Linked DNA regions of Gossypium hirsutum: region 1 is linked to region 2. A link is a contact called in public Hi-C data. All regions are on one chromosome and are shown on one strand. The core of a region is the stretch at or near the end of the contact, and the rest is flanking DNA. Distances in the headings are between cores, read along the strand shown.

The links. A called contact is a pair of places that touch in the nucleus more often than the background predicts.
Region 1: a contact with region 2 is called in a Hi-C map of leaf, with 4 times the contacts expected there. The contact joins the enhancer-like site here to the promoter of LOC121217902 in region 2. A contact is called at or near these places in 3 of 34 Hi-C or Micro-C datasets (all in leaf).

The regions. Positions count from the first base shown.
Region 1 is chrD05:26,625,540-26,632,706 of Gossypium_hirsutum_v2.1, reverse strand. LOC107905220 reads left to right here. Exons shown (of 3, transcript XM_041094502.1): 3 at 613-880. The coding sequence ends at 621. Among protein-coding and RNA genes, the nearest start is that of LOC107905220, 5.9 kb to the left of the region's middle. Within about 2 kb of position 3,641, at least 6 of the 9 cell types and tissues checked have an H3K27ac peak or open chromatin away from gene starts, as enhancers often do. A contact at or near this core is called in leaf, where this site is marked.
Region 2 is chrD05:26,563,143-26,570,484 of Gossypium_hirsutum_v2.1, reverse strand. LOC121217902 (oxysterol-binding protein-related protein 1C) reads left to right here and starts at 4,382. Exons shown (of 10, transcript XM_041094497.1): 1 at 4,382-5,316; 2 at 5,412-5,768; 3 at 6,673-6,772. The coding sequence starts at 4,717.

The DNA of each region.
Region 1 (7,167 bases), core at 2,392-4,891, 63 kb before region 2:
ATTGTGGTTAAGACTTATGTTACTCAGACTCAAGGATGACTGTTGGGTGGGGTATATGTCTAACACAGGTATGCTCAATTTTATTTATATTTTCCTATACATTTGGAGGATTGCCGCCCAATTCTTATGTCCGAAACATATGTATATATGGATGCCAGACACAGGTACTTCAGAAAATGAAGAGTTGGAGTAACATGGGTATTTGTATCCGAATGTCAATATATATGCTGAATATCATTGAATGAAACAAAGTAAAATATGGTATTTTCTTGCAAATAACCTAGTTTAAGTTGTTTTATGCACATGTGCTATGTACGTGTGCCTTATACACAGTATTTGCACTTAGTTACATACTAGTTCATAGGCTCGAATTAATGGGGTTCTGTTTTTTTTTTTTGCTTTACTCTTTCAAGCTGTTTGGGGTTGAAAGGTAACATGATTAATATCTTTTGAGCAGATTATATCAAATATTTTGTGTATTTTTTTTCAAAACAAATAGACAGACCTATTTGTTTGTTTTTTGTGTATTTCTCATACCTAAGTCCGAGTAACATGGTTCTTTTCTTTTTCAAGTTCTAAATTGTTTAACAATAGGTTCTTTGTTTTCTTAAGCAGGGATGATGAAGATGATTCTGTTGCCAAGATGAAGGCAGTTGAGGAAGCCTTGGAAGCAAAACAAAAAGTAACAAATAGCTTGTCTGCTACCTGTTCTTTTTTTTTTTTATCATGTTTTATAATTTTGTGACAAATTGTTCTTGGTACTCTGAAGATATTTATGGAAAATTACCCTATGATTCTATTGTATTTATACTGCATGGCTGCACCATGTATTTCTTAACTAGTTTGATAAATTTTATGTGTGGTGTTTAATTTTTCGTTACTGTTTGTGTAATTTTATGTGTGGTGTTTAATTTTTCATTACTGTCTGTGTTTTAATTTTTCATATGTATTATTTATTTTAGTTTTGATTTTAAATTTTTATTTTTACTTTAATATTTATGACAACTTGAGTTCTAACTTTTGGATTTTAATTGTGTTATTAATTTATTATCTTAAATTCTAAAATTAAATTTATTAATTTTTATATTTAGTTTTAAATTTAAAATTTTCAAAGAAAATTTAATTTAAATAATATTTTTTATTTATCCTTAAAAATTATATTTAAAGTTCAAATTTAAAAAATAAAACATAATTTAATATTTATCATAAAAATAAATATTATTTGATTAAAATAAATTTTTTTAAAGGTTATATTTTTAGCGGCGTTTTTGCGAGAAGCGCCGCTAAAGGTTTGTTCTATAGCGGCATTTGTGGGAAAAGCGCCGCTAAAGGTCGTGGTCTATAGCGGCATTTGTGGAAAAAGCGCCGCTAAAGGTCTTGGTCTTTAGTGGCGTTTGTGGTAAAAGCGCCGCTAAAGGTCTTGGTCTTTAGCGGCGTTTGTTTCGAAAAACGCTGCTAAAGTTAGCGACGCGATCTTTAGCGGCGTTCTTTCCGGCGCTTCTCAAAGCGCCGCTAAAGGCTTAAAAAAGCACCGCTAAAAGCCTGTTTTGGTGTAGTGATATATATATACATATATATATAAACACATAACCAATTAAAATCAAACATGCATCATAAATCAAATTACATATACTAACCATGTCTTAAAATTTCAACCATATCATTATCATTTACCTAATCAAAATTTAATATCATTCAAATTCTTAAAACATTTCCAAACATATATGATTATATATCAAAATCCAAGCATATTTCCAAACATTTATTTGTACACATATTTCATTTCAAGTTACTAACTATACTACATATTACAACATAGGTGGTCTACCCTATTTGGACAACTATTATACATCAATTTGAACTGCATTTATATACCAAACTAGATAGCATTTTCACACCAAAATTTAGACAGCATATATACAAAATTGGACTGCATTTATACATCAAAATTTGACAGCATATACATAAATAATTGGACTGCATTTGTACATCAAATTTGACAGCATATACATATATATAATTGGACTGCATTTGTACATCAAAATTTGATAGCATATACATATATAATTGGACTGCATTTGTACATCAAAATTTGACAGCATATACATTCATTTACTCTATCAATAAGCCAAACGTAATTAATCACCAACATTTACAAGCATACTTCAATTTATAAATCATCCCCTATATTCACTTAACTACTAAATCCAACCAAATCATATATATTTCATATATAATACATAACCTAGACACTTAACTTAACATTACTTATCTTAATGAATATAACAACTTAATTACTTCAGCCACATAATTACCAAAACACTTGAATGAAATCACCATGCACACATATATATACATTACCATATAAATACTAACCATAAAATACTAATCCATGATTAAAGTATGCTTAAACCATAATTCAGCCCAAAACCGAACACAAACAAGAAAATGACTTACTAAGCTTAAATAGCTTACTGTGTGTATGTTGTTCTTCGTTTTATAGATTTTGGAAGTTGGTTATGAGCTCGGGGATCGTCAGAGAAGATTATCACACTATTGACTCCTCTCGGTATTTTGTAAATTTTGAATTCGATCTTATGGCATGTATAGCGTAAAAATTATAATAAAAAAAAAACAAAATTCATACCTCAATCAAGCTTGCAAGTGCCGAATATATTAAAGCTTTTAAACAATCTTCTTTGTTCTTAGTTTCAGCCAAAAGATGGAGAAATAATGCTTTAATTTTAATATATTAAACATACACTAACATTAATAATTAGTTTACTTTATTAAGTACCTTTATATAAATATATATATACATATATATAAGGCTATACTTGTATTTTGCCACCCACTAACTATATTTTGGCCTTATTACATTATAAATCCTCCATTTAATAAAGACAACAACAATTTGGTACCTTTAGATTTAACCCCCAAATTTTCATTTTACGCGATTAAGCTATTTTCTTTAATCAATCTCTCAAACGACAAAATTAAAACATGAAAATTTCACACAATTAAATTCACACATCATAAACACACAAAATAATATTAAAATATTTTTTTTTAATTCGAATTTGTGGTCCCGAAACCACTGTTCCGATTAGGATCAAAATTGGACTGTTACACACAAGATATTCGGTGAGATATTATACCTAGTAGTCCTGTAGGTAGGTATGAAGGAAGGCTATTCAACTATACGTCAATCACTCTTGGATGAAACTAATTATATTCGTTTGAAAGCTTAGATGAGGGGTTTCATCAATCTATTGATGGGAAAACATGGAGATCAATTCTAACTCGATGAAATCTCATTACACTAAAACAAATGGTGTCCATATCCTAAAGGCTAAAACGACTTAGGCCTTAAAAGCAATGTTTTCAGAACTAGATCGATGGTCAAATCGATCAGACCACCGATATTCGGTTCAATTGGTCTGATGACTGAACCGACCATTTTAGTGTTTAATAATATAAAATAATAATTATTAAAAATACTAAATCAGCCCATCTATTTTTGGCCCATAGGCCATAAGCAAAATAAAATAAGAAAACCTGAAAATATCTATCATTAACTCTTTTCAATTTATCATTTGTCCTCTGCTGCCAAAGGTCAAAGCCCATCTTTCTGACTTTCTCATTTTTCAGCAAGGATGGCGGCGGAAGAAGTGGATGGAAGGCGGCTGAACGCGGAAGCAGATCTGAGGCTGAAAGCCGGATGGTGAAGCCATGAAGGGATATTGGAGACTGGAGAGTGACGAGAGTGGTGGTTGCCTGGGTGGGGGTGGGTCTCGAGTTAGTTTTTTTTTTTTTATCAGGCTTGCCCAGACTGAAAAAGCTCTTTTTTTTTTTGAAAAACCGGTCCGACCGGTATTACCCATTTTTCGGTTGGAGGTTCAACCGCCGGATTTTCCAATTCCCTGTTCAATCGATTTTTTGCTGACCGGCCGGTCCGGTTTAAACATCATTGCTCCAAAGATGATAAAGTAGCGAATTTCAATTCAAAAGCATTGTGTGTTATTTTCAATGGGGGTGGATCAACAAGAATACATAAAGATTTCAAAGTGTATCTCATCTCGTGAAGCTTGAAATATCCTTGAAACCATCCATGAAGTAACTTTCAAAGTCAGCCTACCAAAACCTTAAAAGCTTACCTTGAATCTTTACGAATGTCTGATAACAATGAGCCAATCTTTGAATTTTATGTTAAATTTTGTGACATAACTAGTGAGGCTTGAACTTTTGGCAAGTAATATTTTGAGGTGAAACTAGTTTGAAAGATATTACATCTCTTGCTCGAGAAGTTTGCAAATAAGGTGACAACCATTAAAGAGGCGAAGGACGTAAGTACTATGTTGTGTTAATGAGATGCTAGGTTAATTATAGCTTTTAATGTGAAAGCTGATGTTTGCACATCCGTCTTTATTGAAGAGTTGTAAGAACAATTTTTGTTCTTCTTTGTTGGACTGAGTTAATGCATGGTATTTTGATAGGACTCAAAATTTTGATATGTTGAAACATATGTGATGTCTTTTGTTGAATGTGGTGTTTAGCATGCAAAAGAACACAGAGAATCTGGATACTACAATGACAGCTAAAACCCTGAGGCTACAAAAGGGGAGAGTAATGTATGCGGCAAATGCTCTGTTGAGGGGGGAGTTATTTTTGTATGTTATTTGTCTCTTTTCTTGAAACTATTGTTTTTGGGGAGTGCTTATAACTATTTCGAATTCAACTAAGTAATTGTTAGTTTTGAGACATGTTGCTATATTTGCTTACTTGATTCACACGGTGTGATGTTGTTGTTAGGTTTTGTGAGACAAGCCATAGTGTAGTTTCAAGTGTTGGAATATCTCTTCCCACACCTTGAAGGCAGTCTTTGCATTGCTATGCAGAGTTGCCAATTTTGACATGGTGATTTATTTAAGCAGTAAAATCATAATAATTTATCTGTTATCCTTGGAATTTATCTCGACAAGCAAAGTCCCAGTTGGTCGTGACTTCTCTTGCTGACGATGAGTCAAGATAATGTCAGTTTCATTTCTGGATAATGAAAAGGCTGGATATGAGTATCTGTGTAATTAAATATGTCCAAAATTAATTTTAACTTTTCCATGCATGAGTTTTTTAGAAGTTCTCTTTGTACCTATGCAAAATTCAGACAAAGATACTTCAAAAATAAGAAGAAGAATAAAGGGTCAAAGTAACACTTGAGAGTAGAAGATGAGTGAAGGTTGTCTTTTCAGCCTAACAAAGATGGTGAGTAAGATGAAGCTAATTAGACATATTTTGTTCGTAGGAATGTGGAGTGTACAATAGAAATGATATTGTATTTGAACTAGAAAAAAAAAAAAAAAAACAGGCATCAAGCATGTTGTCTTGGCTTTCTCTGTGTGGAAATGTAAAAAACGGCTCAATGTACAGAAACCTGGTCCCAATTCAAGGGGTAATTCAAAAATGGTATTAAATATGTATTCCTTCATAAATGATAAGGTATATGTGATAGTACTTGTAGTTGTTTCGAATGTCAATATGATTGGTGTGGTAGGTAACCAGAATCAATGCTCAACAAACCCAGAATCAGTGTCACAAGATTGATTGTCTCATTATGGGCTTTTTTCGGCCTTTTATATATAACCCATGATATATTAATTTTAGCTCTTGCTTTTTACACTTTTATTCAAGTGAGCCTTACTCTTTTATTTGGAGTAAATTAGACCACAACCTTGTGACATGATATTATTTTGCTCTATATGTCAAGTTAAAACATAATTTAAAATTTATAAACAAAAATTCAAAAAATAATTAGAAAAGTTCAAAAAATTGTAAATAAAAATTTTCAAAAATTATGAGAAAAAATCTCCTTCAAATTAAAATAACAAAAAAATGTAAAAGATTATAGAAGTTTGTCAAATTTCCAAAGGAAAAAAAACATTATTATTTTAAAAAAAATAGAAATGCAAAATAATTTGAAATTTTTTTTTGAAAAAATTACAAAAATTCAAAAAATATTATGAAAACAAATTTAAAAACTCTTCAAAGTTAAAAACAAAAACTTAAATATTAACTTAATTGTGCAAGAATATTAAAATATATTAACTTAATTTTTTATTTATAATTTATTCTTTAATTTTAAATTATTTACTGACGTGATATATAAGATAAAATAGTGCTGTAGTAGCAATAAGATACACAGATCACCATGTGAGTTGACACGTCAACGTCTAATGTGATTTTTAATGGAGTCATTAATTATAATAGAATAAATGTGTAATGATTGAAAATTTGTTATACCCTCTCTCACACACATAAAAAAATATCCTATATTATTTTTTATATATTTTAATAAAAATGTTTTAATTTATACTAGCAATTATGCGAGTGAAAAACACACATTTAGAACATATGAATGAGTTTAAAAATAACAAATAACGAAACATGTAGTTTGAAACTAATAATAACATATGTGCAATATGTAAGAAATTAAAATTAAAATTTAGTTAAAATTGTGAGTAAAAATAAAGTTAAATAGGTAAATATATGTGATTAAGAATAGTAAATGTACTCCAATTGCTTTTTGGCTTGTATTGCCATTTTTTTATAGCGTGTTAAAATGTTATTATGTTAGATAGCATTATTTAACATATTATCAAAATGTCATTATGTTGGTGAAAGAATAATTCAACATCAATATGGGTATAAAAGATTTTAGGGTAAACTATATAAATAGTCAATTTTGTTTGACTCAGGTTACATTTTAGTCACTTATGTTTGAAATGTTACGTTTTAGTCACTTATATTATCATTTTGTTACGAAGTGGTCACTATACTATTAAACTTCGTTACCTCTCTAATGGCAGTCCTACATGGTAGTCCAAATGGGCTTTAAATGCCAACTTGGATGTTCAGTTGCTGGGATAAAAATAGGTTCTTAATTAATTTAATTTAATTTGGACTGCCGCGTAAGACATCTAAGTTGGCATTTAAAACTCATTTCTATTGCCATATAGGACCGCCGTTAGGGAGGCTAACAGTAGAGTGACCACTTTGTAACAAAACGATAACGTAAGTAACTAAAACGTAACATTTCAATCATTAGTGACTAAAATGTAATTTGAAGCAAACAAAAGTGACTATTTTTGTAGTTTACCCAATATTTTATTT
Region 2 (7,342 bases), core at 3,133-5,632:
TATAAAAATTACTAAAAAACAAGACAAGAATTCATACCTAATTCAGCCAAAACAACTTGCTTGAACTCACTTTCTCTTAGTTAGGGTTTCCATGTATTTTAATTTGGGGAAGATGATGAAATAAGATGATATTAGGTTGTTCCCATATTTAATTAATTCAATTTCCAATTTAGTCCTTTTCTTTTTTCTAATTTTCCATGGATGAATCATCATAAATATCTACTAACTCCATTTAATGGCCTAATTGCCATATAATGACCTCAAATTTTGAATTCTATAGCTATTTAATCCTTTTAGCTACTAGAATTCAACTTTTGCATTTCATGCAATTTGGTCCTTTCTATAATTAAACATGAAATCGGTAAAATTTTCTTATCGAAATTTTTGTACGTCATTCCTATCATAATGCAGACCATACAATAATATTAAAATAAATTTTCTTTCTAACTCGGATTTGTAGTCCCGAAATCATTGTTCTGATTTCACTGAAAACGGGTTGTTACATGGACATCACATATATAATAATAGTAATTACATGTTATTGTTTACTAACATAAAATATTAATCCAAATTAAAAGTGATTTAACTTAGTTAAGGTTTATTGGGCTTTAGTTATTAAATTAAGTATGGATCAAATATATGTAGATACTCTAGTAACTAATTTCTACTTGATGGTGGGTTGATTAGAAATTAGGGTTAATGCACGAAACTTATATATTAGGGTTATGGTCCCCAAATTACACATGCGTAACTTTTCTAATATCTCATCTTTAAAAAAGAGAGAGTTACATTATCTGAATTACTTGTGTGGTAATTTGAAAGATCAAAACCATAAGATTGAATATTTCAAGAAATCAACGGATTCAAGTACACTTCCGTATTTAGTTTTGTTATTGATGATTTAACATGATAGATCATGGTTAATAAAATTTTATATCAGATATTGGTTTTACAGTTCTAACAAGTGGTACCAGAGCTCATCATGTTGAATCATTGAGCACGAATTGATTCTTTATTATTTTTGGATTGATTTGTTATTTTTAAATTTTATGGTTATGATATTTCAATTATATACTATGTTGAATCTTTGAGATACTTGATAAAAAATTTTGGGTTTTGATTATTTAAATTAAAGTTTTAGGGTTTTATAAATATAAATTGATCTAACATTTTCATATACTATTAGAAGGATCAAAGTTTATGATTTATGCGGTTCTTGATTAACTTTTTAATCTTTCTTCCAATTGCACTGCCAATTGCCATTAATTTCGTTCCAATTTACTGCTGCTAAGTGTCGATCATCCCTCGAATTTGCTCCTTTTTGCTGTAATTTCAGCCATATTTGTTATACCAATCCATCTAAATATCAACTTCTTGGCGTTCTTAAAGTCGCTGCCATGCTCTTTGAAAGTCATGGTCATGCCTTCAATTTTTGTTTCCACCTCCTTTAAAAAAGAAAAAAACTTCAAAAAATCATATAGTTTATAATATTGGATTACTAATTTTTTATGATTATGATGTCATATGTATGCACATGTGGCCTAATGAACTTTTCTGGGTTATTATAGTGTATTTGATAAATATATTATTGTTGGGACTTTGGGTGGTCTACCTTATTTGTTCACTTATTTTGTTACCCTTTTTTGCTTTTCTCTATGATTTGCATATGGTAAGTGAGTAATCAATAACAAACATGTTATTCATATACTTTGGGAATTTGAGTTTTTGCTGGAATTTTTCTTTGGTTTCTTTTTTTTTTGTTGACTTTTAATTATTAGTTCTGGTGATGTTTTTCTCTCAGAGCATGCTCTATTGCTGTTTGTTTATTTGCATATTCCATGTTTTTCTTTTTTGGGAATTTTAATGTTGAATGCTTTAGTGTATATCTAAACGAATTATGTTTTTTTAAGCATCAGTCATAACACTGTAATGATGGAATTGTCTAGTCGGCAAAAGGAATTGTTTTCGTTCTATGACTAATTCATCATTATTATTATTTAATTAAATTCATCAAATTCAGGTTTTTGGTTCTGATGGTGGCATTAAGACAACCTTATTTTGAGTTATTTTGAAATTTATAAAGCAATAAAAAAAATTAGTTTTGACCTTTAACTGTAATGAAAATTTTAAATTTAAATAACTTAATTGAAATAATAAGTTGCCAAAGTGACCTCTGTTATTGAAATTATTTTGTTTTAAAATATGAAAGGTTGTGTGCATGTAACTTAAGTTACATTAATATTGATTGGCCTAAAGGAAGGTTAATATTTAACAAAATTACATGTGCAACTGTGGTAATAAACATGTGACGATTATTCGGTTTTACATGTAAGCAATAATTCGGTTTTAAAGTAATTAATATATATGTGGTCCAAGTGGGAGGTTGTTGAAAAATATAGGCATCACATATATAATTATAGTAATTACATGTTATTATTTATTATCATAAAAGATTAGTCCAAATTAAAAGTGGTCTAACTTGGTTAAGATTTATTGAGCTTTATTTATTAAATAAAATATGGGTTAAATATGTGTAGATACTCTAGTAACTAATTTCTAATTGATGATGGGTTGATTAGAAATTAGAGTTAATCTGTAAATGTTATATATTAGGGTTATGGTTCCCAAATTACTCATATGTAACTTTTCTAATATCCCATCTTTAGAAATAAAAAAAAAAGAGCCACATTATCTGAATTATTTGTGTGCTAATTTTGAAGATCAAAATCACAATTTTTACATTGAATATTGATAGATCTAGTAGCCAATAAAATCTAATAGAAAGAAGAAAAGGATAATGTACAAGGGTGAAGTAAAAAAATCTTGTATTGGTTGGTCGAGATAATTTTTAAAATTTTTGGAGAAGTTAAAAGCGATTTAAATTGAATAAATAATTTTCTGTAAGAGCCAAAAGTATAATTTTTTATTTCATCAATGCTAAAATCATTAAAAATGAACCCTAAATTTTTAAGAGGGACAAAAAGGGAAACTAAACCTTCTAGGAGCTAAAAGGGCCTCATTTCATCCCTGATCATGTAACTACAACAGTAATATTAAAATATACAGTACGATGATCGTGATGTATTCTAAAAAATTGCATCATATTTAACAATTGTTAGGTATAGTTGTAAGATATATTGCATTCCTATAGAAATAATATAGTTTCGAATTTTGAAGAAAATATTGTTAAAAGAAACAATCACAAATCCCGAACTGAAAAGTAAAAAAAAATGAAGAATAAAAGAAAATAAAATCAAATTGTATCCGTTACATATGTTATCAAAATTTTTATAACACTAATAAATATATCCAATCACATGTACTAATGAGATATTAACATTATTGGTGAAGATAAAAGTTCTGAATATTTGAGTCGATAAATTTGGGGTGCGTAAGTAACGTATGAACTTGATTCAATTTTTTTGGTTTTATATTTATAATTGTATTGTATTTATAAATTATAAAATATATAATTAAAAAGATATAAATAAAACAAATAGAGGCAATACGTAACGTTGAGTGGAGCAAAATGACAGTCAAGATTTAGAAACTACCACTAGAGTAGCATACAGAAAATTGGACCACTTTTATCCTTATTTAGTACACTCAAAAGCCTACTTTCAGCTTAGTTCATGTCAATCTTTCCAACCATTCGTTTTCCTCCACGTTTCCTTCTCTCCTTCTTCCACTTTTCTTATTCTCACTGCGTCCCACTCTTCCCTTCAACTACTTCTTTCCGCATTCAATCCAACGCCCTTCCTTCTACAGGTGGGTTTGAATGAATATTCTACACCGAATTTAATCGTCCATCTAAACTTACCTTAACTTAAAAGATAATATCTATTATTTTTATTTCCCAATCCAATTGTCATATTTCAATTTTAAAATTTTCTGTTATATACTATTATTTAAAATTTTAAATTAGTTCATACCAACTTTCAATTGAGTTTCGACTTATCTTAAAAAATATATATTATTATAATAAAATTTTATCTCGAAAAACTTCTATTATCTTAACCTTATCATTTTAACCAAACACATAATTGATTTCTATATTGTTTTTTTAATAATTTTATTATATAAAATTTACAAAAATATAAATGAGATCAACTTAGAGATACGATGTGATGGTTTCTCAACTCAACTTTTAATTATGTGGTTAAAATTCGATTTGTACGTATTTCAACGACGAAAAAATTAATCATTATTATAAGTTAAAAATACATTGATGACAAAAAAAATTAAAATTTATACATAAAATATCTAAATTAAAATGACAAAAAAAAGATATAAATCCATAAAAAAATATGTATACACACAAATCATCAAATTTAATTTTATCTGATTTTTAGCTCCTTAAAAATCGACAATCCGTTGCGTCGTTATTAAGAGTCTTCATTCAAATCAAACCAGTACTCAACCTCACCGGATTTTTCTCTCTCACGGGATACTCCGCCGAACTTCACTCCAACGCCCAATTTCTTTGCTCAAAACGCCGTCGTTTTTTTTTTCTGTCATTTTGTAACCGTCTCTGCAAATTGTTCTGCAGAAAAGAAAAGGAAATCTTTTGAAAAACGCCAATCCAAGAAAAAATAACAGTTCCATGAAAAGCTTAACTGCAACCACCGTGCTCCGACGCGACGTCAGCCGTCGTCATTACTGGAATCTTCTAATTCTTTCATTTTATTAAATAAAAAGAAAAGCAAGTTCAATTCTATGCATCCTCTCTGTTGTATTTCCACCGTATCGGATCATTCCCCAGTCAAACCTTTACCCGACAACGTCGCCATGCCTCCTCATCCACCTGTAACTACCGTAACGACCACTTCCTCTTCCGGCTCTTCATTTAGATCCAACTCGGTTCGATCTACGGTCCAAATCCTGTGCCAGTCCGATCAAAATCAGAACAATCAACATCGCCGTAGTAGTAGCGTGGATTTGAATCGGATGAGCCAGAGAAATGGGACACCGTTGGGAAGAGAGGTTTCGAAGGCTCTGAATCTGGCTCCGGCTCCGGCTCCTCCGCCGCAAGTGGATGTGAAGATAAACAACATCGTGGGGAACGGAATATCGGGAGTGCTTTACAAATGGGTGAATTACGGGAAAGGTTGGAAACCGAGATGGTTCGTTTTGCAGGACGGAGTTTTATCATATTATAAAATCCACGGTCCTGATAAAATCGTCGTTAGCCAAGAAACGGAAAGAGGATCCAAAGTTATCGGCGAAGAATCTCTCCGTCTTATCTCCCGACATCGCAATTCCATTTCTCGTCATTCCCAAAACCGTCGGAAACCCTTTGGTGAAGTCCACCTAAAGGTTAAAAAATAGAAATATTAATGAATTAATGGAAAATAAAACAAAAACAAATTTGATTTGGTTTTTCAATTATTTGATTCTTGAATTTTTCTCAGGTTTCCTCTATAAGGGAGAGCAGATCAGATGATAAGAGATTCTCGATCTTCACCGGAACTAAGAGGCTTCATTTACGAGCCGAGGCTCGGGATGATCGGGTTGCGTGGGTGGAGGCGCTTCAGGCGGTTAAAGATATGTTTCCTAGGATGTCAAATAGCGAGCTCATGGCTCCGATGGACAATGTGGCGGTTTCAACTGAAAAGTTGAGGCAACGGCTGATGCAGGAAAGGGTACACGAATTGGCTATCCAAGATAGTGAACAGATTATGAAGAGTGAATTCTCGGCATTGCAGAACCATCTAGTGTTGCTTAAACAGAAACAAAGTCTTCTCATTGATACCTTGCGTCAATTAGAGGTATGTGTTTATCTTAATTATAATACAATACCTATTCATTCAATTTGATTAAAACTTGATTGATTTTTTCAAAACAAATTCATTGATTTCCCTTTTTTTTTTCTTCATAGAGATTATAAAGGGGTATGATATTTAGGATATCATGAAGGAATATTTTGATGATATTTTGCTTTTATAAGAGGGGGGGGGGGAGATTTTTTTTTTTTTTGGCGGTAGTGCCTCTTGCTAATACTCTGTTATAGAAGTTGAGAGGAGTCTGGTCTTATATGTCTCCATCTCTTTAGTTTATAAAATGTTGGTGGTGTTGTGGTTGATTCGAGATAAAATAAATGTCAATATAGCGAGACATTTGTTGTGGAACTTGTATGGCATTGATGGCGGTGACAGTAGCAGTTGTGCTGGTGGTTGGATCGGTGATATTTGGTGGTAGGCTATTTGATGGAGCAAATTAAATGTGATGTGTGTGGCCTTCGAGTAATCCAAAGGTTTTACTTCATAGTGGAAGAATTTTAAAATTCCTCAACTTGCAGTTGATATAATTTAATTACATGTGAGCATTCTTTTGACCAAGTAGCATGAGTACAGATAAAATTTGTAATTCTTTTTTTGTTTTGTTTTTTTTTTCTCGGGGGAGGGGGGAGGGGGGAGGGAGGGGACTCTTTTATGGGGTGTCCTTTTCGTGTTGTTTTTCCTTGAGAATATCAACATGTACATGGAAAAGTAACTTAAAATTACTCTGCTCAAAGTACTTTCACTTCCTTTTTAACTTTCATGCAAATGTACTTGTGGAGAATTAAAAACTTAAAATTGCTTAATTTTCAGAATTAAAAACTTCTGAAACAAAGTTTTTAATTCTCATTTTTGTCTTCTGCTAAGAAACTGCTATTTGTACTTTATTTTGTAGACAGAAAAAGTTGATCTGGAGAATACAGTGGTTGATGAGAGCCAAAACAAGTTGATTGATCTAGGGGCTTCTTCTATGATAAGGCAAGACAAGTCCAGTGGTAAGATTCTAGGCATTGGAAGTACTTATTACAACTACTGGTCCCTTAATTTATGCTGAATTATTTATTATGTTTGGGGATATGTGTGGTTGATGTTTATATTCAGTGCTCACAACTTGCTATTGGTTCAGGAACTTTTTTTCTTTCAATTCTATCAGACATGTGCCTGAGTTTTACCTATACTTATTTGTAGACAACTTATAATGCTTTCTTTTTATGTTGTCAAAAGATGAGCTGGTTCATGTCTGTGCCTTTTCTTTGTTATTACTTGTTACTTGTTCTATTTTACAAGTTTATTTTCTTTCCATCAATTTGAAGTTGCTATTCTTGGCTCTTTGTCCCTTATGCGTTCTTTTATCCCTTTCTTATGCGTCATTAAGTGCAGAGATAGACTTCCGGATAGGCTGGAGCAGGATTTAGAAATGGTCTCCAAGGTCTTTCTTCCGTTAAGGGGGAGTATATGACCATTGAGCCACAGCCGAAGCTTGGCCTTTCCTGGAGCTGACTTATTAAAATTGTTATAGAGCTGGTTGCTTAGTTATAGAAATTGCTTATACTGTCTTCTTCGTT